Linked DNA regions of Mus musculus: all the other regions are linked to region 2. Evidence: chromatin contacts called from public Hi-C and promoter capture Hi-C data. All regions are on one chromosome and are shown on one strand. The core of a region is the stretch at or near the end of the contact, and the rest is flanking DNA. Distances in the headings are between cores, read along the strand shown.

The links. Promoter capture Hi-C pulls out the DNA fragments that hold promoters and counts their contacts. A called contact is a pair of places that touch in the nucleus more often than the background predicts. Capture Hi-C pulls out chosen DNA fragments and counts their contacts.
Region 1: a promoter capture Hi-C map of pre-B cells shows a contact between it and region 2, with 5 times the contacts expected there. The contact joins the promoter of Kifc5b here to the promoter of Nudt3 in region 2. A contact is called at or near these places in 2 of 39 promoter capture datasets (hippocampal neurons and pre-B cells), 1 of 484 Hi-C or Micro-C datasets (CD4 T cells) and 1 of 115 datasets of contacts at active chromatin or transcription factors (large pre-B cells).
Region 3: a promoter capture Hi-C map of adipose tissue shows a contact between it and region 2, with 2.8 times the contacts expected there. The contact joins the promoter of Bnip1 here to the promoter of Nudt3 in region 2. A contact is called at or near these places in 2 of 39 promoter capture datasets (cranial neural crest and liver) and 1 of 9 other capture datasets (adipose tissue).
Region 4: a contact with region 2 is called in a promoter capture Hi-C map of pre-B cells, with 3 times the contacts expected there. The contact joins the promoter of Atp6v0e here to the promoter of Nudt3 in region 2. A contact is called at or near these places in 5 of 39 promoter capture datasets (3T3-L1-derived adipocytes, the C10 cell line, the SN4741 cell line and 2 more), 1 of 484 Hi-C or Micro-C datasets (pre-B cells), 2 of 115 datasets of contacts at active chromatin or transcription factors (astrocytes and bone marrow-derived macrophages) and 1 of 9 other capture datasets (adipose tissue).
Region 5: a contact with region 2 is called in a promoter capture Hi-C map of pre-B cells, with 2.6 times the contacts expected there. The contact joins the promoter of Zbtb9 here to the promoter of Nudt3 in region 2. A contact is called at or near these places in 7 of 39 promoter capture datasets (the 3T3-L1 cell line, the C10 cell line, the SN4741 cell line and 4 more), 1 of 484 Hi-C or Micro-C datasets (embryonic stem cells) and 5 of 115 datasets of contacts at active chromatin or transcription factors (astrocytes, embryonic forebrain, embryonic midbrain and 2 more).
Region 6: a contact with region 2 is called in a Hi-C map of LSK cells, with 2.9 times the contacts expected there. The contact joins the promoter of Cuta here to the promoter of Nudt3 in region 2. A contact is called at or near these places in 8 of 39 promoter capture datasets (the 3T3-L1 cell line, the SN4741 cell line, cranial neural crest and 5 more), 4 of 484 Hi-C or Micro-C datasets (the G1E-ER4 cell line, LSK cells and cortical neurons), 6 of 115 datasets of contacts at active chromatin or transcription factors (astrocytes, cardiomyocytes, differentiating embryonic stem cells and 3 more) and 1 of 9 other capture datasets (adipose tissue).
Region 7: a contact with region 2 is called in a promoter capture Hi-C map of stem cell-derived epiblast-like cells, with 2.5 times the contacts expected there. The contact joins the promoter of 1810013A23Rik here to the promoter of Nudt3 in region 2. A contact is called at or near these places in 1 of 39 promoter capture datasets (stem cell-derived epiblast-like cells) and 1 of 9 other capture datasets (adipose tissue).

The regions. Positions count from the first base shown.
Region 1 is chr17:26,915,329-26,919,130 of GRCm38.p6, forward strand. It overlaps Kifc5b (kinesin family member C5B), which reads left to right and starts at 1,763. Exons shown (of 11, transcript NM_053173.2): 1 at 1,763-1,957. The coding sequence starts at 1,940.
Region 2 is chr17:27,621,193-27,624,944 of GRCm38.p6, forward strand. Nudt3 (nudix (nucleotide diphosphate linked moiety X)-type motif 3) reads right to left here and starts at 2,260. Exons shown (of 5, transcript NM_019837.2): 1 at 1,895-2,260. The coding sequence starts at 1,993.
Region 3 is chr17:26,779,312-26,782,835 of GRCm38.p6, forward strand. Bnip1 (BCL2/adenovirus E1B interacting protein 1) reads left to right here and starts at 1,768. Exons shown (of 6, transcript NM_172149.5): 1 at 1,768-1,865. The coding sequence starts at 1,782.
Region 4 is chr17:26,674,276-26,677,844 of GRCm38.p6, forward strand. Atp6v0e (ATPase, H+ transporting, lysosomal V0 subunit E) reads left to right here and starts at 2,121. Exons shown (of 4, transcript NM_025272.2): 1 at 2,121-2,303. The coding sequence starts at 2,200.
Region 5 is chr17:26,971,335-26,975,309 of GRCm38.p6, forward strand. It overlaps Zbtb9 (zinc finger and BTB domain containing 9), which reads left to right and starts at 1,845. Exons shown (of 2, transcript NM_001005916.2): 1 at 1,845-1,980; 2 at 2,222-3,975. The coding sequence starts at 2,289. The coding sequence ends at 3,668. Syngap1 (synaptic Ras GTPase activating protein 1 homolog (rat)) reads left to right here. Exons shown (of 19, transcript NM_001281491.2): 19 at 1-1,100.
Region 6 is chr17:26,937,114-26,940,926 of GRCm38.p6, forward strand. Cuta (cutA divalent cation tolerance homolog) reads right to left here and starts at 2,425. Exons shown (of 7, transcript NM_026307.3): 1 at 2,338-2,425; 2 at 2,204-2,255; 3 at 1,771-1,979; 4 at 1,614-1,673; 5 at 1,459-1,504; 6 at 1,305-1,354; 7 at 859-1,063. The coding sequence starts at 2,245. The coding sequence ends at 937. It overlaps Phf1 (PHD finger protein 1), which reads left to right. Exons shown (of 15, transcript NM_009343.3): 14 at 1-21; 15 at 167-795. The coding sequence ends at 452.
Region 7 is chr17:28,269,999-28,273,495 of GRCm38.p6, forward strand. It overlaps 1810013A23Rik (RIKEN cDNA 1810013A23 gene), which reads left to right and starts at 1,710. Exons shown (of 3, transcript NR_045427.1): 1 at 1,710-1,889; 2 at 2,203-2,246; 3 at 2,973-3,165. All of the region lies in intron 2 of Ppard (peroxisome proliferator activator receptor delta), which reads left to right.

The DNA of each region.
Region 1 (3,802 bases), core at 513-3,012, 710 kb before region 2:
GTGAGTCCGTTCTCCCAAGTTCTTTCTCTGCAGAAAAATCTCTCAGACCTTCTGGGTGTGGCTGCTGCAGTCTCCAGCTGCTCTGCCTGACAGCTGAAGACTGACCTAGCCCCCAAAGAAGCCACTGAGATCACATACTGTGAGGATCCTGGGCTGGCTGGGGGTAAACCTCTGTTATTCTAATTGATACATAAGGAAGATATTTGTTTTCCCTTTGCTGTCCAGATGTGTCCTTCTCAGAGCTGATAGCCTTGGAGCTCTGGCTGCATCAGAGTCCTTCCTGAGCCAGCTCCTATCCCAAGGCTGCAGGGGCCAGGTCAGTCCATCCCATGTGTAAAATCTCACAGGTTGGTTTACCTTGCTGTCAAGCTTCATGCCAAGAAAGATAAACTCCCAAAACAGGTTTCAGTAGAAGACAAACTCATATTCTATCACACAATAAAACTTTTGCTTTTTTTCTAGAAAGTCACTAGGGAAATACTGTCTAGTTTAAAATTATAACCAGTTTGTAAAATTATAACCAGAAATTTTTTAGTGTTCCCTCATTAACATTTGTAGACTTGGAAACATCTCAAGTAAGAGGGCTGTAGATTTACAACTTGGTGTCAAGAAACATACTGTTTATTTACCCAGTTATGTATGTATGTGTGTATGTATGTATGTATGTATGTATGTATGTATGTATGTATGCAGGTATGCATGTGTGTATTTCTTTATTTAAGACAGGGATTCTCTACAAAGCCCTGGCTGCCCTGGAATTTACTTTGTAGACCCGGTTGGCCTTGAACTCAAGAGATCTGTCTGCCTCTGCATTCTGAGTACTGGGAACTGGGATTAAAGGTGTGTGCCACCAAGCCTGGCTTATAGTTTTGTTTTGATTTTTTAATCTAAAAGATTGTTTATTGACCTGGGCATGGTGGCACAGGGTAGCCCTGGCATCTCTAAGTTCAAGGCCAGCCTGTTCTACAAATAGAATTCCAAGACAATCAGGGCTACACAGAGAAACCCAATCTCGAAAAAACAAAATAAATATATAATTTATGTTATTTATATATATTATATATGCTTATATATAATAGGTATTATTGAGTATATATTATGTATATGTGTAAAGATATGTTTATGTATATAATACATATTGTTTATGTATAATATATATTATTGGAGGCAGGAGGGGCACAGAAAACTTTGTGGCGAATTAGTTCTCACCTTCCACATTATATGAGTTTCAGGGATAACCAGTTTGCTATCCTCCCGGACCTGCTCTAGACTTATGACTTTATTACATCTCCAGATATGGGCTCCAATTTTTCTTTTACTTTTTTTCTTTTTTGAGGACAGGTCAGCGCCATCAACCAGCTCCCACTTTTCGGACCTGAGAAAGCGGACCAAGAGCAACCTCGGTTTAACAGTCTCCAGTCTACAGGTTTGTCGAGGAGGTGTGCAGGTTCAGCAGCAGCCGCTAGGTGGCGCTCGCTCCGCCCCGACACCGCTCAGGCACCTTTGCACATGCGTATTGCCTCCCCCACGCCACTCCTCCACACACGCGCACTTCTGACGCAACCAGAGGCCTAGCTCCGCGCTCCGGAGGGGGAGAGGGAGAAATAAGGAAGAGCGGATCCGGAAGTAGGATCCAAGGGGTCTAGTTCTCTTGCTCCGGCGGACTAGAAGAGTCGCGACTCAGGGGGCGTGGCCCCGGAGGCGGAGGGCGCCGTGATTGGCTCGCGACCGCAGCGCCGGCGCGGATTGGCCTCTGCGGATTGAAGTGCGTTGACTGCGCGGAGGTTGAAATTCAAAAGTGACTGGTGTGGCGGATTGGCTTGGCCGATTGGCCTGGCGAATTGGCCTGGCTCCGACGTTTTGCGGCGCGAGCCCTTGAGAGGACGCGGGTCTCGTCACCCTGCCTGCTGCCTTTGCATCCCTTCCTGTGCGGACCACCATGGACGTGCAGGCGCAGGTGAGTGCGGCGGTGACGGCCTGGCGCCAATAGCGGAGGACGCAGGCCGGCCGCCCGGAGACCCGAGTCCCGGGGACAGGTCGGGGCAAGCCGTCCTGCAGGGGAGGGTCGCACCGCCTCGCGCCCAGGACACCAGCGGCCGAGTCAGTGAGGGCACACACACACACACACACACACACACACACACACACACACACACGGCGAGGTCCCAGGACAGTCGCTGCGACGTTGGTCCGCCATTCCAGTCGTGCAGGCGCTACCATCCCGTGTCCCTTATCCCCCTCCAGCATTTCCCATTTCGAATTCTCAAGCGGATTCGACATGTTTGTGCTTCTCAGTTCTTGCAGATCGCCTTGTGGGAGAAGCGAGGGTTCTGAGAGAAGCCTTGTCGCTTGTCCGCAAAGTACATTTCTTGCTGATATCCTGTTGTGTTGCTGCTGGATCGAGATAGAGGAAGGGGAGAGGAGAAATGGGGGCATCGGCCCAGAGGATCCTTATTCCCTCGCCTGCCTCTTCCTTTTGCTCATTTGGACTGCTGACTAGTTTATGGGGGTGCCCTTCTCCACCACAAGCATCTGAGGCGTATGTGTGTGGTAATTAATGGACTGATCTCTCTGGTGTCAGGAAAGACCGGCCTGCATTCTTTGTTTACCAGCATTTCAGTCTAGACTGACTCACAGTCGGTGTTCAGCTTGAAGAGACTTTCTGGTATACTCACAGCCAAAAGGGAGAGCACTGCACTGTGACAGGTGACAGTTAAAAAGTAAAATAGTTTTTCTCAGATTTGTTCCTGCAGTATTTGCCAAGCATCTTCTGGCCCTGCACAGCTGTACTTATGTAGGAGACAGGAGTCCTAGCTACCAGTGAGCTGACAGTCCCTGGGGAGACAGACATAATACAATTTGTATCTCTATTGGGAGGGAGTGAAGGACTGTAAAGGTTCAAGCAGATGGAAGGGGAAGAAGAAAGCTAGGAGGAGCAACATTAAGGTACGAGTTAAAACTGGAAGGAAGAGGTCTGTGGTGCAGTGCTAGGGAGCATCCAAGAAACACACCTGGGTCTATAATCCCCTGAACCAAAAGCAACAAACCATCCTGAGGTCCGTTGTGCACCTGAGGTCACCTGTGAGGAGGCTCAGACCAGAGCTTGGAGATTCAGGCCATTGATACATTGTCTCCAAAAAAAAAAAAAAAAAAAAAAAAAAAAAAAAAAGAGGAAAACAAACCCAAAAGAAGCAATATATATTTGATCTAGTAACCTGAAGCTGGTAGCATGCCCAAGTATAGCAGGGTTTGCTTGCTGATTTTTTGTTGTTGTTTTGTTTGGTTTTGTTGGGGTTTTTTTGGGTGGTAGTGGTAGTTGTTTTCCCTGTGTAGCCCTGGCTGTCCTGGAATTTACTCTGTAGACCAGGCTGGCCTCAAACTCAGAAAACCTCCTGCCTCTGCCTCCCGAGTGCTGGGATTAAAGGCGTGCACCACTACGCCCGGCTAGTAGTGCTTTTCAATTAGTAATAAAGTTGGGTTTTTGTTTTTTGAAATAGGGTCTTACCATGTTACTTTGGCGAGTCTAGAACTGGCTAGAACTGGTCTACCCACTGCTGCTTCCAGAGGGTTGGGGTCACTGCTCCTGACTTTGTTGTTGTTTACTTTTTAGGAAAATGTATGAGAACCAATTTAGTGAACATCTTTCTTTTTTATATACATCACTGTCAAGGTGTGACTTTTGACATTATGGTGTAACATTGTTCTCTACAAACTCTGCCTTCCACATAGCTTAGCCTGGGATGCATATGGCTGTGGCAGCTAAGGAATTGGTTACTGTAATTGGTTACTGTACTGGCTAGTT
Region 2 (3,752 bases), core at 1,010-3,509:
TGGGAGTTAAACAATACCTTAGAGATTATTTTGTGGTCCAAAATCCCTCCGGACTAAGAGACTACCAAAATCCCCTCGGGATAGATGGGTGTGCATCTGTAAATCCCATCTAACAGATGCTGCGCCTTAGTGGGCACTTCAGTTAAAGCCTGCTTGTTGCGCTGAACAGAACAAGTCCAAAGCCAGCCAGGTCCGCTAACATTCTTGTTCTTACCAAACTCTGAGCAGCCACTGAACCTATCATTCAAGAGTCGCACAACTGTCCTGCTCATTAACCAATATGCAAAGAGAAGTTCAGTAAAGGCAACCCCACCACGGAGCAGACGCTTTAATCCTCCTTCTAACAGCTGAAAATCTTAAGCTCCTAAAAAAACAAAACAAGTCAGTCCTACCCCTGGTCTGACCTACACAAGGCAATAGGTGGCCAAACTGCCGCCAGTCCATTGTAAAACTTCTAACCAAAATTAGAAAATCGGTTGTTCCTTTGTTAAGGATCTTGAGTTTCTAGTATTTATCCAAAATATTCACATTTTCACCTCTAGGATGATCTTCTTAAAACAAAGGGTTTTGCAGTGTTCATGACTAAATTACACAGCCTTCTACTTTAAACTTGGCCAGACCTAACCACAGCACTGCAGTGAGGCATGTCATTATGCTAATTCCTTTTCCTCCCGCTAACAGCCCAGATCCCATCTGACTTCCCATATGATAATGAAGAAAACAAAGCTTCTAGAACAGCCTTCACCATAGACAGTTTTACCTCACGTATTCCAAAGCCAGCGCATCATTTAAAACTTGACCTTGCTTACTTACAAAGCGCGTCTTTCGGGGACCTTTGGTAATGAAGGAAAGTAACAAAGTATACATTTCCAAAACTCCTGTTTTGCAATCCCTCAACAGCACAAAGAATGCTTTCACGGATTTTCTTCAGGCCGTCATTTCATTTAAATTCCCCCTCCTCCTCCTCCTCTTCCTCCTCCTGAGTATCTACCGGACAGTGATTCCTGGTAGTCCATCCTCCCTTTCATCAGAGCCTTTCATAACTAACGGGTCAAGTTCCTGTCGCCCATTTCAACACGATGCACCGTACTGCAGGCTTGCCACCCCAGCCCACCGCCGAGGGCCGGGATAAAACATACTCAGTTTCACTGCCCTTCATTGTTTTCAAGCGAACTGCCATCTTACCACCATGCACACACACGACAGCAATGTGTCCCCACAGGCATTTTATGAATTTCCAAAGCAGCTATTCTTTGTGGATTTACAAACCACGCGCCTTTCATGAATCTCGCTTCATCACCACAGAAACGGCTTTGTGAAGCCGAAAAAAAAATTTTTTTTTAAGTTCCTTAAGGAAAAAGGAACAAGACTCTAAAACGTTCTATTATCCTAGCTTACCCTACGACTCATCCTATTGGGCACAGCAGAGAAACGTCGGGACAGAGATCTTCATAAATACAGCTTTTGATGGTCGTGAAGTGTTCCGGTCAATATGAATAACAACCTCGACGACAACCGTGTCCAGTGCCCTTTCTTTTCAGGCTCCAACCATACGGACTCAGCAGCTCAACGTTAGAATCGAACGGCTGGCCCCGGCTTGTCGCTGCCAGTGCTCGCCCGCAGCCACCTCCCCTCGGCCAGCAGCAACCCTGCGGGGAGGGAGGGAGGGAGGGAGCGGCCCTCCGCTCCGCCACAAAGGCCGGCCTGCGCCCCATGCACGTGTGCCGAGCGCCGAGCTGCCTAGCCACTGCCCCGGGCGAACGGCGGCCAACCCCCGACGGCCCGCCGCGGGATGGCATCCCGCTGCCCCGGGCCCTCTCCACTCCGCTCCCCACCCCCCCTTCTCCCCAGGAAACCCCGTCGGGCGCCGCCGACCCCCGGCAGGGCGCCTCACCTCCTCCTCGCTCTCGCTGCGGAAGCACAGGCACGCGGCCCGCTTCTTGTAGCCGTCGCCGTCGTAGGTGCGGGTCTGGTTCGACTTGAGCTTCATCATCCTCCGGGCCCGGGTGGGGGGTGCCGTGCGGGGCCTCGGAGTCCAGGGAAGGGGAGCCTGCTGCAGGCGGGCGGCCGCGCGCGCGCGCGCCCCAGGCTCGATCGAGAGGGCGGGGAGGAGGGTCTGTGTGTCCGCTACACGGCTCCGCGGCGGGACAGCCTCATTGCCCCCGGCCCAGGCCCTGCGCCGCCGTCACGGCCGCCGTCGCCACCGCCACCGCCCCCTCTACCGCCGCCGCCCCCGACGACGACCGCGCCGCCATTTTGGACGCGCTGCGTCAGCTGCGTAAGGCACGCGGGCTCGCCGGACGGCCGCGCGTGCGCAGCGCGGACGGCGTTCCGGAATCGCGCCCGGCGCGGGAGAGCGTCTGCACTGAAGGCCGCGGAAGCTGGCGCGGCTGCTACGCAGACAGCGTAGGGCTGGGGATGGCGGAAGCCGGGTGAGGCGCGGCGCGTGGGCACCACCCGCGACCCCACGGTCCCGGGCGCCGCTGGGCAGAGAGCAGGGGCCCGCCCAAGGTCACCGGCTGAGCGGCCCAGCCCGATCCAAGGTCGCGCCGCTCAGATGACAGGGAGAGTGACAGCGCCGCTCTGCTGTCCCTCGCCGCAGACTGTCAACCTTAGCTGCTGGGGATCAGGAGTGGGGCGGGGCGGGGCTGCTCTTTGCGGTCAGTTGGTAGCTGTCTGGACATATGTGCGTCCTGCAGCCATTTGTGCAAAAAAGGCAAAAGCTGCCACTTGCCTGGCGACATGCTTGAGGGACTGGGTTCGAACCTCAGCACTGCAAAAAAGAAAATAAAAAAGGAAGGAAAGAAAAGAGAGAACGCCATCCTCTTAAACAGGAGCAGAAAGGGAGAGACTGTAAGAGTGTGCACAGCACACGTACGTAAATCATGAAATATGGTTTCTGGCCGTGACTATAACACTGGGATGACCCTCTTAGAGGACGTGAAAGTGGGCTACAGCGTTCCTGCAACAAAACGGGCACCATTACCGTGTGCTAAACGTTTAGAAAATTCTGTCAAGATATTCAAGATTTATAAATAAATCCCAAAGCGCACAGCGTACGTTTGTGGGGACAGGTGTGTGCGCCATGATTGCTTCTGTGAGGTCAGAGGGCAACTTAAACGAATCCATTTTCTCCCACCACAGAGGACCAGGAGACTGAATTTAAGTGGTCAGGCCTGGCTGCAAATGACCTTTCTGGGATATCTGACGGGTCCCCGTTACCTGTTTTAATCATCTTGTATGTAGTATACTTCATTAATAATCTAGAGGGGCCCAAGAGATGTGTCAGTTTAAAAGGGCACTGGCCATGGAGCCTGACCACCTGAGCTAGATCCCTGGCACACATAGCGAAAGGAGAGAACCAACTCCCACAAGCTTCACCGCTACATGTGCTCTATGACATATGTGTCCACACATATTCTAACTTCTTTAAAAACTAAATGAAGGGGCTGGAGGGATGGCTCAGTGATTAAGAACACTGGCTGTTCTTCCAGAGGACCCTGATTCAATTCCCAGTATATGGTAGTTCACATGGTACCATACAGAGTAGCTCACAACTGTCTGTTGGCTCCTTCACACAGATATATATACAGCCAAAACACCAATAAAGTAAAAATGTAAAAAGTCTGGCTGAAAAGGTGCCTCAGGGATAGGAGCGCCTGAAAATGTCCAAGTGTCCAGGAAGCAGAAAGCACTGGGCGTTATCAGTAATAGCTAAATACAATTTAAAACTGAAATTTGCCTAGTTTGTA
Region 3 (3,524 bases), core at 518-3,017, 840 kb before region 2:
GATCCTTGTAGAAGAGGAAGGACTTTTTAACATAGACCCAAGTCCAGAGTCATGAAGATCTCCCAATGCTATGCAAAATTATGGAAATTTAAATCCTCTTTAAGGCAAAAAAGCACCATCAGCAAAGTCAGAGTCTACAAATTCTGCAGCTCATGTGAATACTAATCTCAGTCTCATTCATTATGAGAGATGCAAAAGAAAGGAGTTTTTTTGAAAAAGAGACAAAATGATAACACCAGTGTCAGCACACCAAGCTGGTAGGGCTATAAGGAAATAGGCATTTCCACAGTTTTGCTCATGCAGTGTAAACTGATATAACCAGTATGACGAAACAGGCTTCACACCACAGTCCTGGCTGGCTTGGAACTCATGGGGATCTCCCTGCCTCTACCCCTTGAGTGCTGGGATAAAGTCATATGCTACCACACCCAGATAAAAAGGATATAGGAAAGCTTGTGTGGAGCTAAAATGCATGTCTAGTAGCTGCGGTGTTAATCAGTGCCTGTAATTCCAGCAGTTCTAGGTCATCCTTGGCTACATAGGTAGCTGGGAACCAGCTTGGGCTCTGTGAGACCCTGCCTCAGAAAAGCAAAGAAAATACTTAGGGCCTTTCACCTGTCCCGTGTGTTCTGTCATCGTCCTCCACCCCCTCTTCCTTCCACTTCTATAGCCTAACAAATCAAGTGCAGCTGCTGGGCAGAAGCATTTCATAGAAAATGGCCGCACGTAGGGAAGTAACTCCCAGAGTGTTTCTTAACAGTACATGTATAGCAACTAGTGAGCACTGAGTTCAATGCTACATTATCAACACCTCATTCCATCCTCTAGGTGACCTAACTTAGGAGTGATGCTACTGAGGAAACTGATTACAAGCCTGGAATCCAGGCCTTTGATACTTGCAGCCAGCTACTGAGCACCTTTTAGGAAGTGGGTGGTACAGGGTGCTTTGGGACAGGTAGGCGTGGAGACTGGGGGCTGTGTGTGCAGTTTGAGAAAAACATTTTAAAAAGAGGGAACCCATATCCAAGACGACAGAGCCTGGAGAATCCCGGAGGGTGGGGGAAAAGTGTCCAGTGGTGTTGAGGGCTTAAGAAATAATAATTTTAAAAAACACTACCCTTCTTTGAGGTTTGCACTGACATTGTTTCTATCACACCACACAGTCAGAACTACTCCTATGAGATACTTGGAATCCAATTCTACACAAAGGGCAGGACCAGAGCCATAGAAATGTGTAAGGACAACAATGCAGGATCATGGTTGTACTAATGGAGGTGCCCCAGTGACCTGTATTTAAGTCTGCACCTTTACAAGTTTTGTGTCTTCCTCCATAATGCATACCTACTGTATACATTTTGCTTTAAATTTTAAAGAAAAAAAATGTAACTTTGGTGACATCCGAATTGATCCTTTTTTTTTTTCCATCCAAAAGGTCACTAGAATAGCGGGTTGTTGTTGTATCTCTAGTACTGGGAACAAACCTGAAGGCCATGTGGCATGCCAGCCTATCATCACCTGAGTTGTATTTTCCCCTCCCCCCCACCCCAACTCTAATGGTTCTTCATAATCACATTCCACTTTTCCGTTTAGTAGGAGCAGACCAGAGAAGCTGTGCGTGTTCTACGTGACAAGAAAAGTTTCAGGTCTGGACTCTTGACCTGGTTTGATCCACACGGGGTCTCCCGCAGCATCACATTTGAAGAAGTACGGAAAGGCGGGCAGGAGCCACGTGAACGCGTTCAAGCTTGGCTGCTGCCGCTCGCCGTAGCCGCATTTCCAACATGGCGGCTCCCCAGGATGTCCACGTCCGGATCTGTAACCAAGAGATTGTCAAATTCGACCTAGAGGTGAAGGCGCTTATCCAGGTACAAATTCTTAGGCTCCTGTCCGGCTCTCGATGGCCGCCTTGACATCTTCCAGAATATTCGCGCCTGGTCCGGTTCCAGGATGGCTCCTAAGGCACCATTCGGTCGGTTCCCCGAGATCACTGACCTTCAGGCTTTTCTTTTGTGAACTGTTGGTTTGCCCACCCCTGAGTTACCCTAACACGCCGCTCCCTTTCCTTGGACTGCAGCCGTGCTGGGCTAGCCCGCCCACCCGCATTCTCGGCTGTAGCCCCGCCCCACCCCTCGCCCTGCTCGCCTCCCACGCCCACTTCCCTAAGTTAGGGACCCTGAGGCACCCAAAGCCACCTGGCCCGACAGTCCCTGCCCGAAGCTAACTAAGTTAACCTGGGACGTGGTTGTAATTTTTTGAACAAAGAATTCAAATATTGTGCAAGATCCTGGGTCAGAAGGCAGGCAGTGCCAGTATTAGGACCTGGATGGGGAAAGCCAGCCTAGGAAAATCATTTTAGAGCTTCCCTACCCGGAAACAGACTGGAAAATGAGGCGCTTATCTGGAAGCAGGTCTTAAGTAGGAGACAGTAGTGCAGGAACACAAGCAAGAACAGGGAATGTAGAAATGGCTCCAGAGTTTGGCAAAAAGAACCCAACCGGCTCAGAATACAAGCTGTGACAGCAAATAAGGAAAGGGTAGGGGTGTGACTCCGCTGGTGAGGACTTTGCCCAGCACTGGGTTCGCCATCCCCAGTGCTGCATAAATGGGCTGTGCCTAGCTGTTGGGGTAAGCTTGGCTTTACTAGCCCCTATAAAAAGGAGCATGGAGAGTAGTGCTCTCTGGTAAGCCAGATGTACACTCTGCCACATTAGCAGTTTATCCTGTGCTGTGAGGAAGTGTTGATTTTGTGAGTAAGCTAGAGAACAGGTAAAGAAACGCCGCAAACTTTACTCCTGAGATGTGCAAACAAAAAAAATGGGCCAATTCTAGAAAAATAAACAAGATTTATACAAGTGAGATTACCAGAGGCTGGGGGTAAATTTAGCTCAGAGTAGAGTTAAAGTTTAGCCATGTGCAAGGCTCTAGTTTCAGTCCTCAGAATGCACATGTAAATACATATACATACATAACACAGAGTTGCTAGGGTAGTGGCTCTAGCACTTGGGAGGCATAAGCAGGACCATCATGCATTTGAGGCCAGCCTGTACTACATAGAGTCTTCAAAAAAACAAAACAAAAAAACCCTTATATCCAAAATTTGAAAAGTTGGGTTTTCATATTATATCATAATATAAAATTATGTAATAGCATCATAATACTTCATATTATCATAGTTTCCTGTTAGGTAGGCCTCTGGTGACATATGTGTTTTGGGTTCTTATGGTTACTAGTGAGTAAGCATAGCCCCATACATTGTATTCTTTCAGTGTTCCAGCTATTCTGCTAAGTGTTCTACACAGAGAAATACCATCTTGACGTAGGTAAGGTGAAGAAATGGAGGCACAGAGAACTGAAGTTTTCCAAGACTGCACTAATAAATTGCTATACGCAGGATTTGAATATATGTAGCTTAAGTCTAGAACCTGCTCTAAAATTTGGCTCTCATAATTCTGACTTTCTTTCCAGAAGCAAATTCTCAGTTCATCTTTAAACGTTTTTGACTTGCGACAGATGGTTTGTAAAAA
Region 4 (3,569 bases), core at 871-3,370, 950 kb before region 2:
ACTCAGGAATCCTCTGAAAGTTACAAGACTCACAAGACCCCTTCCACAAGTTGTATGAACAGTAACAATTGCTCAGGGTAGGAAACTGGCCAACCAAGCTGCTTGCAAGTTGTGCAGGGAATTCCAGGAATTTCTATGCCACCCATACTCCTGTAAGTAACTCTAATATTCACTGGTTCAGTAAGGTAGACTTGTGTAGAATGAAAGATTTGGTTTGCCATCCATGCCTTATCTGGGGGTGAATGGACATTTGTTCCTGTATACCCAGGAAAAGTCACATAATAACTATATTCTGATTATTTGTACCTCTTACCAGTAAATTCAAATTATACTCTCTCCTAGGAATTGGTTTGTACCAACATATTCCAATATAAATGTGCTTTGTGAGTTGCTACATAGGCATCCAAATTCCATGAATTTTGTTTGTTAGTTAGTTTGGTTGGTTGGTTTTGGAGACAAGGTTTCTCTGTATAGTCCTGGTTGACTAAAAATCTCTCTGTAAACCAGGCTAGCCTTGAATCCACAGAGATTCACCTGCCTCTGCCTTCTGAGTGTTGCTTTTAAAGGTGTGTACCACCATCACCTGACATAAATTACATGACTATTTTAAAGAAACAAATTATTTCAGATTACTAATGGTGAGCTGAGTGACTATCAAGACATGACCAATAGATGGACCTCCACTTCAAATTGAGTTCTGAGTCTAGTTTGGCCTGTTCCTAACTGCATGGTTCTGCCAGCCTTCACCTTCTAAATTCTGGGATTAAAAGTATGCGGCCACTACAGCTGGCTCAGTTAAAGTCTGAAAATCATTTGCAAAGATGGTACAGCTGCTGAAGGGTCCAATTAATTCAGGAATCCATTCTACTTGATGAAGAAATCAGGAGAGGTGGCTACTACGGGGAAATGGATCCACAGCCAGCACACTGGATTCAGCTGCCAGATCTCCCTTTTCATCTTGCTCTGTCTGCAAGCTTCTGCAAAACCAACCTCAGCTCAGCATGGTGCTTCACTGGCAATCCCAGCATTTGGGAGCTGTTGTGTTCCTCATAGCAAGTCCCTGGCCCCAAGGGAAAAAAAAACCTCCAAGAATTGCTCCCCTCCTCTGTGTCTCAGGAAGTTCATGGTGCAATGAGCCTACAATTCTGGCGAGCCACAATGATATTTCTGGCTAATTCCTATTCTTGTTTGTTTGTTTGTTTGTTTCGAGACAGGGTTTCCCTGTGTAGCCCTGGCTGTCCTGGTACTCACTCTGTAGAGCAGGCTGGCTTCGAACTCAGAAATCTGCCTGCCTCTGCCTCCTGAGTGCTGGGATTAAAGGCGTGTTCCACGATGCCCGGTGATAATTCCTATTCTTTTTTTTTTTAAGATTTATTTATTTATTATATGTAAGTACACTGTAGCTGTCTTCAGACACACCAGAAGAGGGAATCAGATCTTGTTACAGATGGTTGTGAGCCACCATGTGGTTGCTGGGATTTGAACTAAGGACCTTTGGAAGAGCAGTCGGGTGCTCTTACCTGCTGAGCCATCTCACCAGCCCCGATAATTCCTATTCTTATTGAAACTGTTGTGACAACTGGCGGGAATGCAAAGTAGGGCCTGGTCATCCTCAGCTGTCCATCTTCTCTGGAGATGTGACCTCTCTCAGATGGCTGTCAGATTTACTTCTGTAACTCAGACCCTGGCACTCTGTACAAGACACACAGCAGCACCAACGATTAAGAGCCTTACAACCGTGAAGTTACTTACAATGCGACTGTGATTCTTCACTTGCAGCAGAGATGGCGATTGTGAGTAGTTCATGGGCTATGGAAGAATGCAAAGCAGGAGCCTAGCATACAAGACTCTAGAACAGTAGTCCACTATTGTAGGTTTTACTTATTTATGTCTGCGCGTAAAATATAGATAAAACTGTAAATGACACATCACCAAAATGGGCCTAAGTTCTTTCCAGAAAACTCTGCTGGTCCCCTCCCCGGTGGCTGGAGGTTCATCTCAGTCAAGCCCCATGGAACCACAGCCTTGAGACTAGCCAGGTAAGGGCGGGGCTCTAGTCTAAGGGGCGGAGTCCGACGGTCGAGTCACGCCGCGCGCAAAGGGCGGGGCTTTAGCGCGCCGATCACGTGAGCCTCTGTTGACACTTCCGGGTGGGACGAGAGCGAGGCTCCGGACCGATTCGGCTGCTGGGGCGCAGGCATGGCATACCACGGCCTTACTGTGCCTTTGATCGTGATGAGCGTGTTCTGGGGCTTCGTGGGCCTCCTCGTGCCCTGGTTTATCCCCAAGGGTCCTAACCGGGGGTAAGTGCGCCAGGTCCAAGGTGGTGGGAGCGGAGGACCCCGGTGGGAGGATCACGGAGAGAAGGATCGTACGTGGAGGACTACGGCGGGAGGATGAGGCGGGGTGGACCACAGAGGGGAGGACCGCATGCGCTCCTCAGAGCCTGTCAACGTCCCCGGCTGGAGGGTGAGGTCACCTTTGGCGGCCCCTCCCGGAAGTGAATTTTAGGGAGTGCTTTTTGTCTTGATGGACTAAAAGTGTGCACTTCGACTGAAGAGAAATTAGGGCGCCTCCCAAGCCACTGTCGCTGCTTTGGTTCTGTCTTTGATGCACGGGAGGCTTTTTGCCTAAACCTCAAAGAAAGGGATCTGAGAACAGAAATCTCCCTCTCGCCCCCTTGCTGTCGCAGTTTCGGACTCAGACAAGCTTGATGCAGAGCGTTAAGTTCAGCCTTTGCAGCTAGTGGGCCCAACCCAAGCCAGGGTGAGCCTGATCTAAACGAGGTTAAATCACCCAGAGCTGAAGGCATTGTGTAGAAACCTCTGCGTCATACCTTCCAGGGCGCTCCTGCCCTTACTTGTAAACAGTATTTACAGTGGTTGGCCAAGATTTTCATTCCCCCATCTAAGGTTTGCAGAATACCGTTTTCTCTGTTTGGAGATAAACTTCTGTATTGCAGTGTAAAAACAAACCTTTTCAGAGGAGCCTAGGGCACCCTCTTTCTAGTTCCTCTTTTGAATTAAGTAATTTTTTCCCTCTCACTCAAGATCATGTGGAGGTGACACTTGATCTTAAGTAGTAGTGTGTCAGAAACGTCTCTTGCTTTAATGGTTAGACACTGAATGGTGGGTACATAGTGTTTAGCTCCACAACACTTTGTAGAGTAGACAATGTTTACTGAGTGGGCCATTTTGATTAGAGAAAGTTTTACTGTGGGTTTCTTTGTTTTGGGGGGGCTTTGGGGGGTTTGTTTGTTTGTTTGGGGGGGGGGTCAAGATAAGGTTTCTCTGTGTAGCCCTGGCCATCCTGGAACTCACTGTGTAGACCAGGCTAGCTCAAACTCAGAAATCCACCTGCCTCTGCCTCCCAAGTGCTGGGATTAAAGGTGTGCGCCACCACGCCCAGCTGAAGTTTTACTGTTTTGTGATATTGGCTTCTATTACTGTCTGGAATACACTGACTTTTAACAGTGTTTTTTCTATTAGCCTAAGAAAGCACTTTTAAAGATGTATGTATTATTTTATGTATATAAGTGTATAGCTGCATGTATGTAAGGGCATCATGCG
Region 5 (3,975 bases), core at 595-3,094, 650 kb before region 2:
AGAGCGGGGTGAGGGGGCTTATGCCCCCCCCTCCCCCAGTGTGTTGGGTGGGGTGGAATTGAGGTTTGGATGAGGGGGTTAGGGTATAGGAGGCCATGTGTGTTGGGTTGTGGAGGGACAGACTAGCTGATCTGCCCTACCCTGACATGCAGCCAGCCCTCTACCCCTTCCCTCTCTTGTCTCTACTCCCATGGGGAGGGGGGAACTTACTCTAGGAAAAGCCATGTCTCTCTCCCCCAGGATGGGGGGACCTGTGTTGGAGGATGGGTGTTTGGGGGCCCCCTTACATGACTCTGTCCCCTGGGGGAGGTAGGACAGGGCTGGGCTTCCCTCTCACCCTCACCCTCACCCAGTCTCCCTCCCTCCCGCCAGCTCCATGCTTTTTCGGTGTTTTTCTGTACATAGCTCTCTGGCGGTATAGGGGAGGTAGGATGGATGGGGTTTGGGGTGGGTAGGCCATGGAAGGGGAGAAACCCCTCCCGGGTACCCCCTCTTCTCTGACTGCTGCCCCCTACCCAGCCTTGTCTCTTCACTCCTTGCGTTTGGTATTGAGAATTCTTCCCAGACTCCAGACTCGATCTTTCTTTTGTATGGACAGCTCTCCTTCGGTCTAACCCTCTACATACACCCACCCAGCCGGGGCCAAATTTATACTTATATAAAAGTTGTAAATATGTGAAATTTTATCCCATGCCCTTTCCTCTGCTTTCCCCATCAGGCCTTACCCTTGAACCTCCTCCCTCCTCTTTGGCTGTTGTAATTATCTGGGGTTTGTACTGTACATAATTGGGGAGGGGGGCTGGGAGGCGACCCCTCTGTACAGAGCTTCCTGGCTCCCTAGCCCCACCCCTCACTTCCCTCCCCACCCACCACCTTAAGAGTAGGGAGAAGATCTTCTTACTCTTTTTTTTTTTTTTTTTTTTTGCTGTTTGTTTACTCGTTCTCCTTCCTGCCCCTGCTCCCAGACTCTTGGTCCCCCACCACTGCCCCCCCTTTTCTCCCACTCCCAGGCCCATTTCCTTTTTTTTTTTTTCTTTTCTTTTCTGGAGTGTGTGGTGAAACAGAAAAATCATGTTTAATAAACGGAGATTGTTCTTTTATCACTGGGCTGACTTTTATTTATTTTTGGATTTTCAAGACAGAGAGTCTCCTTGTGTGGCTCTGGCTGGCCTGGAACTCTGTAGACCAGGGTGGCCTTGATTGAACTCAAGAGATCTGCCTGCCCCTGCCTCCAAAGTGCTGGGACTAAGTGCTGCCTCCCCCGGCGTTGGGCCGACTTTTTAGCCCGGGGTCTCCAGAACGACCTGAAGGGTGACAGGGACTACTTTTGGAAAGAACAGTCCTCTTACATTACACACTATACCACCCAGTCAGGAGAACAATATATACCGCAGGGTCTTCCTGGTGAAACTCACACTCCCGCTCTCTCTCCGCCGCAGCACTGGACTCGCTTTAGCGCCCCAAAGACTCCAAGTGCAGGGTCTGTGCAAGACCCTCTTGACTTAGGGCTTAATTGTGAGGACGCTCCTCTGCGAAATGGAGGAAAGGACCCAGGTCCTCAGCAAGCGTGCGCTCCAGACTTCAGACCCGGTTGTCCCGCGTGCACGCGGAGGGCAGCAGCACCTACCTCGCGCGGCGGGACGAGGGAAGCAAGCCTTACTGCGGAGCCCGTGGCTCCCCTCACTGCTACTCCAGAACTGAGGGAACCGCCTTCCACTTCCGCCGCCCTCCCCAAGCCCCGGCCCTCCGTCCGCACAGCCAATGAGGAGACGGCTTGTAGGCTGCCGCTCTCCCATTGGCTGCAGAACTGGTCCCGCCCTCCGTGCCTGGCCGCATTGGCGTCCGGCGGAACTGCGGTAGCTTCCGGCCGGCCAGGCGCACTGGCGGTTGAGGTGCTCCGACGCGGTCGCGCGTGCGGTGGGGGCGTGTCGGTGGGACGTCGCGGGGCCGGAGCTCACTGAGCCGGCCGGAGCGAGCACGGTGAGGAGGGGCGAGCGGTGGCGGAGGGCGACCGGAGCCGGCGAGGTGGGGCGCCATCCCTTCCCTCCTTAGCTTCCGCTGGGCCTGGAGGTGTAAACCCTGGTGTTTTGTTGGGTTTCCTGGTGGGCGGAACTAATATACAGAAGCTTGTCACCGAAGAGTTTTCAAGGGTCGGTGGCGAGCGGCTTGAGACAGGTCTCATACCCCGAACTTGTGTGACCCCAGTCTCTTTCCTCCGCAGCCTTCACCCCGTATAGAACCCTGCACTGCCCGACTCCCCGGGATTTATTTCTCTTCCCGAGGTAGCCATGGATGCTTCGACTCCTTTGCCTCCCGCATCCTCATCTCCGAGATGCAACCCAGCCCCACAGACAATCCACATTGAGTTCCCTCATCATAGCTCTTCGCTGCTGGAATCCCTGAACCGCCACAGGCTGGAGGGAAAGTTCTGTGATGTGTCCCTCCTGGTTCAGGGCAGGGAACTTAGGGCTCACAAAGCAGTGTTGGCTGCTGCCTCTCCTTACTTCCATGACAAGCTGCTTTTGGGGGATGCGCCCCGACTGACTTTACCGAATGTCATCGAGGCCGATGCGTTCGAGGGACTGCTTCAGCTCATTTATTCAGGAAGCCTCCACCTGCCGCTGGATGCCCTCCCTGCCCATCTCCTTGTAGCCAGCGGCCTTCAGATGTGGCAAGTGGTAGATCGGTGCTCAGAGATTCTTCGAGAACTAGAAACGTCTGGTGGGATTTCAGCCGGTGGAAGAGCCTCCAGCCTCACACTTATTTCCACAACATCTTCAGGAGGCTGGTGCATTCGCTCTTCCCCTTTCCAGAACCCAGTACGCTCCTCTGCTTCTACAGAGAATTCTGTTCTCCCTGAGAGCCCCGCTGGAGGGGAGGGGAGTGAACTAGAAGGAATGTTACAGATTCAGGTGAAAGTAGAGGAGGAAGAGGAGCAGGGGTCAGCAGCTCCACTCTTTCAGACTCCTCAGCCGGAGAGAGTGTCGGGAGGGGTTTCCCAAGCTTGTGGATCCCACCCATTGCCTACACCTGCTCTTCCCAGCAAGCCTTCAGAGGATGAGAGCTCAACAGTAGATCCTCCTGCCCCTCCTGTACAAGCTTCCCAAATCTTATATGTGAATCAGGAAAACGTTGAGTGTAAGGAGGAGATAGCAAGAGGCACAAAGGAAAAGACCAAAGTACTATCTGGAGAGGACTCTGAGGAGAAGGAGGAGCTGAGATACTTGCTGTCCTCAGGAGGAGGGGAATCGTCTGGGGCAGGAGATCCATCGTGGAAACCAGTGGATCTTCATGGGAATGAAATCCTGTCAGGGGATGGAGGACCTGGAGGAACAGGGCAGGCTATGCATGGGCCTGTGAAGCTAGGAGGGACACCCCCTGCAGATGGGAAGTGCTTTGCTTGCTTGTGTGGAAAACGGTTTGCAGTAAAGCCGAAACGAGACCGACACATCATGTTGACGTTCAGCCTTCGCCCTTTTGGATGTGGCATCTGTAATAAACGTTTCAAGTTGAAGCATCATCTAACAGAGCACATGAAGACCCATGCGAGAGCTCTGCATGCGTGTCCCCATTGTGGCCGTCGATTCCGTGTCCAGGCCTTCTTCCTTCGCCACCGGGACTTATGCAAGGGCCAGGGCTGGCCCACTTACCACTGGACTTACAAATGACTACTGGTGCTCTCTAGTGATTTCTAGGACAAGATAGCCCCTGCTGCTGCTGGACTCTTACCTTCACCACCTCAGTCCTGGATTGTATAATCATTCCAAGAGATTATATATATTGTCATGAACCCCTTACTCTTGGGTATGGGTCTCACCCTGGTAGTCCAGGTTTAGACAGACTTTAGAAAATCATGCTTCTGGTCACTTAACCTAAATGGCCCTTTTTGTATTGATAGCCAGTGAAGGAACTGCTGAGCTCAGATTAATGAGAGAGGAGTTGGGGCATAGTCACCCAGTAACTCTTAACTTCATC
Region 6 (3,813 bases), core at 1,175-3,674, 680 kb before region 2:
GGACAGTGAACCCCCAGATAGGTGAGTCTATCCCGTCGACACCAGTTCCCTCCTTTCAGGCTTTAGTCTCTGAAGCCCAGACTAGCATCAGTCCTGCCCGCCCTCCTGCCACCCACCCACATCTCTCAGGCCTGTCTGGTCTCACTGTTTGTCCTCTGTCTTCCAGGTCACCTCTGGGACTTCACATTGGCTTCCCCACAGACACCCCTAAAAGTTCACCCCACTCAGTGACGGCCTCATCTTCCTCGGTCCCAGCCCTGACCCCAGGCTTTTCCAGACATTCACCCCCTTCTCCCTTGTGCCGTAGTCTGTCTCCGGGGACTGGGGGAGGAGTCCGAGGTGGGGTTAGCTACCTGTCCCGAGGGGACCCTGTGAGGGTCCTTGCTCGAAGAGTGCGGCCTGACGGCTCTGTGCAGTACCTAGTTGAGTGGGGAGGGGGGGGCATCTTCTGACAGCCTGCTTCTGCTCCCCTCCCCATTCACACACTGGCACTTTCATGCCCTGACCTCTGACCTCACCTACAGCTGGGATGTACCTGGAGAGATGGGGAGTGGTTCTCCCTCCTGCCCAGGCTGGAATCCAGGGGAGTGAAGAGGTCCTCTTCTCTGCCCCTTCATGACTCCTAATGCCCCCCCTCATTTCCTTTGATGTTATTTTGTTACAGCTTTTGAGATAATTTTTTAAGACTATTTAACCCCTGGGATTAGAGATTGGGGGGGGGGGTTTGGGTGGTCCAGGATTCCAGACTGTATGACTGTAATAAAGATAAATAAACCTAGTAGGCATGAGTCATTTTGAAAGATTGACAAGAGGCGCTCTCGATCTTCCCGACCACATCCATGTCACAGAGAAAAGGCATCAGGAGCAGGAGAGGATTTATTGGGGGTTCGGTCATCACATGGAAGCCAGGGGGCATTAAAACAGGAACAGGGCTCCTCATGGTAGGGCTGTGCCAGAATTTGAAACCGATTCTGTGACCTGGTGCACCCAGTGCAGGTACGGGGGATTTCCCTGCTCCACAGGCAGTGCAATCACTTCGGCCACTTCATAAGGGTGCACAGATCTGCGAAGTGATAGGGCGAGGTTATTTGGACACCCAAAGATACACCCCCTAAGACACCAGCCCTGGACTCCCCAGTAAGTTCCACCACACAGTGTCCACCTCAGCGCTTGGGGGAGGGGAGGCGGGGAGCGGGGTTTCTTCTCACTCAGTGGCAGAGTGTTTGCCTGAAATACTCAAGGCCCTGCCTGGTTCATCCCCCAGCCCCACCACCACCACCAAAAGAAAATCTCAAAGTTCTTACCGAACAAACTCTGTCAGAGCAGGGACCAGGGAGCTTTGGGTTTTAATCATCTAAAGGGCAAAGACAGACATAGTTCAACCAACGGGGTAGAGAACTGGTGTCAGGAGAGGGCCAGAGTTGTCAAAGGAGCCAGGCAGGGGGGGAATTTTCTCACCATCAGCACCTCACTATCTTCCTCGATCTTTCCTTTCCATTCATAGCTGAAGAGGTCAGAGAAAGAAGGGAACAAAGTCTTGGGAAAGGAAGATTTCTCCCAGAAAAAGCTCTCAGCCCCTCCGGGTAGATTTCCGTTTCTAACTGACAACTCACATGGATGTGATCTGCGGGATGAGGTTGACGCAGGCTGCCAGACGCTTCTCTACCACTGCCCTGAGGGTGAAGCGAGATCAGAGTGTGCACGACCCGGAAACAGCACCCTTCCCCTAACCCCAACGCTCTCTCTAGGTCATCTGGCCGAGGTCCCCACCTGGCGATCTCCTTGGCGACTTTTTCGTTGGGACAAGTGACAAAGGCTGCAGAGACTGATCCTGGAACGTAGCCGGAGCCCGAGGCCGGAGGGGGCTGGGACGGAGGGCTTCCAGAAGCCATTGACAGCAGAGCTCGGGGTAGCAACAGAAGGCGGGAAGCCACCGGCAGTAGCGCTGGCATCCAAAGAAACGACAGGAGCAGAGTGGCCTGGAGCAGGGGGGAGGGCGGATTCAGTGTCCCCACAACTGCCCCAGGAAATTGCACCTGGGCTGCCTTCTGGGGCAGACACCAAGCCTCTGCGCTGCCTTTTCTGCACCAGGAAGAAAAAAAAAAATGTCCCTGAAACTTAAAAGAAACTTGGGACAGCTCCTCTGTTCCGCTGCAGAAGCTGGGTGAGACTTCGAGACCGGAAAAGGCGGGGCCAGACTCACCCCTCCGCCGAGCAAGACGCCGGGCGCCCGCCCCCAGTTCATGCAGCCCGCGCTGGTAGAGAAAAGAAGAAATCAATGGCCGCTCATTGCACGGACGAAGGACCCCGAGCCCCGGCGGAGCGGCCGCCTCTTACCTGCAGTAGCCACGTGACGCGAAAACAGTGTGCACCACGTGACAGGAGCAGCCCTGCCTTCCCGGAGTCTCCAGACCTGGCCAATCCCGGCCCTCAAGTGGCCCGGTAGCCCCGCCCTCTTAAGTGGGCGTGGCGTCGAGCCCTCCGACCAATCGGCAGCTTTATCTGAGGTCGTGCGCCCCAGCGGCCCGCCCATTTCCGTGAATCCTCAACCGGTTGCTGGCAGGGGAACGCCGCTGCGGCGACCCGCCGTCACGTGATGAGGCCTGTCCTTTCAGGCGGCGCCGCCTCAGGAGCAGCGAGCGGAGGCCAATTGCTGGCCGGCCTCGCGGTCCACGTGACGTGAGACCTGGCGACCCGCGCTGTCGCTGCGTCAGGCTGGGGCCGGGGAGTTGTCCTGAGCTCCGGAGTGTGCCTAGTAACAGCCCCCCTCCCTCCCCGCGCTGACAGGCAGCCTTGGGTGGGGACAGTTCCCCCCACCCCCCGCCACCGCCCTTGCGTTAGCACCGAGCTGAGAAGCCAGCTGTCCCTGGGTAGGGGGCAGTGATCAGGCAGGCTCAGACCTGGCACTGCCGTGGCTGGGAGAGGAAAGACACCTTTTCAAAGCACTGGGTGACACCTGTAAATGGGCTAGTGGGTGATGGAAGATACCCAGAGCCCAAAGCTTCGGACAGAGGCTGACAAATGAGTGGAGAGGAGAAATGAGAGTTGCAAGTTAGAGTTCAGAGTGTGACCCTGTTCTTTCCCCCTTGCTGACTCTTCTCCCCAGGACTGGCCCACCTCTCGGTCTTGGGTCTCCTTACCTTCATCCATTCCCCCAAGGAACCAGGACCTGCCCTACATAACCTCCCTGGAGCCTAAACACATCCAGTGACCCAAAAATGGAGAGGGGACCAGTGAGAGGACAGAGAAGAGGGTGGAGACAGCAGGAAAAAGGGCCCTGCCGCCCAAATATTAGCCCTCCCTCCAAGGTCTGGGGTCCTTGGCATGGGTGGCTCCTGTTAGGCTTCTGCATTTTCTTGAGTTGGGGGGGGGGTTCTCAGAGATCCTTGTGTGTGTAGGTGAGGGGTTGGGGGTCCAATATTTGGGTCCTGTGGGGGTGGGGGTCCAATATTTGGGCCCTTCCTAGGGTCTGGGTTACCTGGGGAGTTGTTTCAGGAAATTGAACCTCGCAATCGGTCACTAACTCACATCTTTCAGATGTAATGTATTTTAGATCTCTATGTGGTCATCTTCATCTTTGGGTCAGCCGAATGTCTCCTCCTTCATCCCCAAGTTTGCAGTTTCTTTGAGATACGAATGTGGGGTTTCTTACCTCTAGCTAGATTCTAAAATTTAATTCTGGCCTGGGGCACTTTCTAATATTGGCTTCATCTTTTTCTTTGGGTCTAGGTCTCTGTTTTGGGTCTCCCAAACTACAAGTCCAGGGTTCGAATAAGATTAACATGGGTCTGGAGAACCTTGCTGACACTAGAG
Region 7 (3,497 bases), core at 460-2,959, 650 kb after region 2:
CTCTCTCTTTCTTCTGTCTCTTTCCACTCCGATTTAACTTACCTTATACTTACTGGTGTTTTGCCTGCATGTGTATCAGCATCATGTGTATGCAGTACTGCGTGAAAGCCAGAGGGGGTGTCAGATCTTCTTGGAACTGTAGTTAGAGACCGTGCAAGCGCTGGGGATGGAGCCTGAGGGTTAGTGCTCTTAACCACTGAGCCATCCGAGGTCTCCCCTCCGAAGTCCAACCTCAGAGTTAGGTTCACGTGTTATACCTGGGATCCAAGGCCACGGCCTGCGCCTTATCTGAGAGCTGGATGCCTCAGCGAGGTGCGGCTCACTGGCTCTGCCTGCCCCACTAGCCCTCCTGCTTGGCCTTTCCCACCTTGCCAGCGTTCATTCTTCTGCAGGCTCTGCTTCCTGTGTGGTCTCCTCACACAGCTGTTGGTGCCTGGGTCAGTGTGTTTACACATGCTCAGCACCCACGCCGGGCCAGGAAGTGACTCTACCTGAGGAGGACTCTGGCTGCTGTGCGTGCGTGCCTGCGGGAGCCTGCCCCTGGAGCCACATAAGAAAGGGCCTAAAGGACTGCAGGTTCCCAGCAGTCCCTGGCTGTCAGGATTTGGGAACAAGGAACAGAAATTTCCAGAAACCCTTCAATTTATAAATTATTCTGTGTCTTTCACACAGAATTTTAAAGGAATGTTTTCACTTTATGAATTTTAAAAGAAAAAAAACTGACTTTTCCTGCTTCCTTCATTTTTTGATGCCTGAGACAAAGGAGGGTCTCAGGCTCCAGATCTTCCCATATCTCTGTGCTGATAATGGCGTTTCAGGCACGGGGCCCCACACGCTCGTTTTAATTTAATTTTCTGATATGAAGTGTGAAGGCCTAAGTTCCATTTCCAGAGCCTGCACTAAAAGCTTGGCTGTGCACCTGCGAGCGCAGCACGGGGAGGTGGAGAGAGATGGGTCTCTGGGGCATACCGGCCAGCCTAGCCTGCTCACCAGCCTCCAGACCTGTGAGAAACCTTGTCTCAGAGGCGGGAGGTTGCTTTCCCTAGGAGGCCTGCCACCTGCAGGTTCAGGAAAGATCGTGGGTTCCCAGCCAGCCAGGACTATAGAATGGAAATCCCATTGTATAGAAGGCACCTAAAGGCCATGCCTTTAGTACCAGCAGAGGCCTGGAAGGACTGACCTCTGCGTGTGCGAGCCACTGGCGACCATCACTCCCATGTCATGAGTAATGGCAGTTAAGAAACGTTTTTTTTGTGAGCCGGGTGTGGTAGTGCACGCCTTTAATCCCAGCACTTGGGAGGCAGAGGCAGGCGGATTTCTGAGTTTGAGGCCAGCCTGGTCTACAAAGTGAGCTCCAGGACAGCCAGGACTACACAGAGAAACCCTGTCTCAAAAAACCAAAAAAAAAAAAAAAAAAAAAAAAAGAAAGAAGCGTTTTGTGATGAACCTTCAGAACCAGTATTCCTGGGTTTGGGACCACTCAACCCTGCTGCCTCTTCGCATGACTGTAACAGCACTTCCGGACCCGAGGCTGCGTGAGATTGAGCTCCCAGGCCAGGCCACTCTGCTCATGAGCCAAGCTTACTTGTGTTTGGGGACAGTCTTGCCTTGTCCCTGTGCCAGTCCTACCTCTGATGTGGTTGGCCAGCACTAAGGTCACTCCAGTACAGGGCTCCCAGGACACCACACCCTGTGTTTCCCAGCGCCCTGTGCACCTGGCAGTCTCAGGTAGAAAGCAGGCCCTCCGCTGGGCTAGCTGCAGGCCCCCTGCCTGCTCTCAGCCTCTTTTAGAGGGAAGGCTGTGTCCAAGGTATCCTGCAGGCACCCTTCCAACCCCCACCTACTCCCTCGGGGACGTGCAGGCTGTAAGGAGCAGACTGTGAGCCATGGTAAGGTCAGTGCCTAGGGTTCCCAAGCTGGCCTGTGAATCCCAGGTAGATAAGGAAGGCCCTGCCTCGATCTGGACTCCTGGGGAAGAGAGAAGCAGGAAGCTTCAGTGGGGAAAGGTGCGGAAGGCCTTGCCAAGCAGGTTATGGTGGGTGGGGAGCTACCACCTGCTGTAGCCCCAGGATTTGGGTGGAGACTGTGGTAGAGGCCTCCAGAAAAGAGGGCTGGGCAGCTGAGTGCCGAGTGGCCCGGGACTGGCTGAGTGGCCTCTGCTGCGGCGGCCCACAGCCAGCCCACAGACCTGTCTCTATCCAGTTTGCAGCATCCGCATCCTCAAGGAAGCCGCTCCTGAGCCCTGGGTGAGTAGAGAGGACTCTGTCCCTAGCACTCCTCGGTGTCCTCCAGAGCATTTATTGTTGAGAAGTCGGTGGCTAGGGCTGAATCAGTTTGTTGTCTTTCCTGTCTGGGCCACCTTGTCCTCTGCCTATTGCCACAGCACCAAGACAGTCAGCTCTCTGGGCGTTCCGAGTGCCTGTTCTGTGCTGTCCTCCCTCTTCGGCCTCCCGGGAAGCTCATGAGTTGGAGGCCAAGGCCGGAGAGTCCTGGCAAGGAACAGGTTGCTCTGTGCAGGCTGGGGAAAGTGCTGGGATGTCTTCCCCTGGCTCATGGCCACCTCAGAGCCTGCATTTCAGCACTCCTGAATGAACCAGTGTTTACAGGTTGTCCCTGTCACCAGTGTAACATCTGGTGCACAGAGGCATGTGTCCTCGGCATTCTGTGTCGAGCCGGTTCCTTGCTTGTGAGGTGAAGGAGCCCAGTGTGACCTGAGTGTGTGAGGTGTACTGTCCTGTTAATGTGGTGTGCAGGTGTCACCCCTGTAGCCTGCTTCCGGCGTTATTTCTCTGTCACATCCGCAGACCCCCTCCTGAGTGAGCGTGCAGGCTGCCAAGGGAATCTGGGGGATCCTAGCGGGTAGATCTGTGGAGGGCATGGTTGGGCTCCCATCTCTAGAGTGCTCTACTAGGGCAGGGAGAGCCCATCTGCTCCGCTGCCTCTCCACTCAACCGCTTTGTCCCTTTTCTCAGGGACCAGGAAAGCCTTGGGGACTTCCTGCTTTCCAGAGCTGAGTGAAGCAGCCCTTATCTGGAACTCGAAAGCCCCAGGAGGTGTGTGCTCAGAAGCAAACAGAGGCTGACCTGAGGCTTCCTTACGTCAGCACCCTCCTCAACTGCTCCTGGGAGCTTAGCCGATGCTTTTCTTTAAAGTTCTTACTTATGTACATTTGTTTGTTTGTTTGTTTGTTTGTTTGTTGTTATCTCTGTGTGTGCCTGTGCCCATGTATGATGGTCAGAGCACAGCTTGTAGGAAAGAGTCTGTTCTCTCCTTCTACCATGTGGGCTCACTTCAGGGCACCACCAGGCTTGATGGCAAGTGCCATGTGTCATGCCCTACCTACTGAGTCACCTCATAGGCAGAGCTTCAAGCTTCACTTCTTCACTCAGTACCAGCATGCCTGTGTGATGTCAGCATGCCTGTGTGATGTCAGCATGCCCGTGTGATGTCAGCAGGTCCATAATGCCAGAGATAGGAGGATCAGGAGTTCAGTGTTA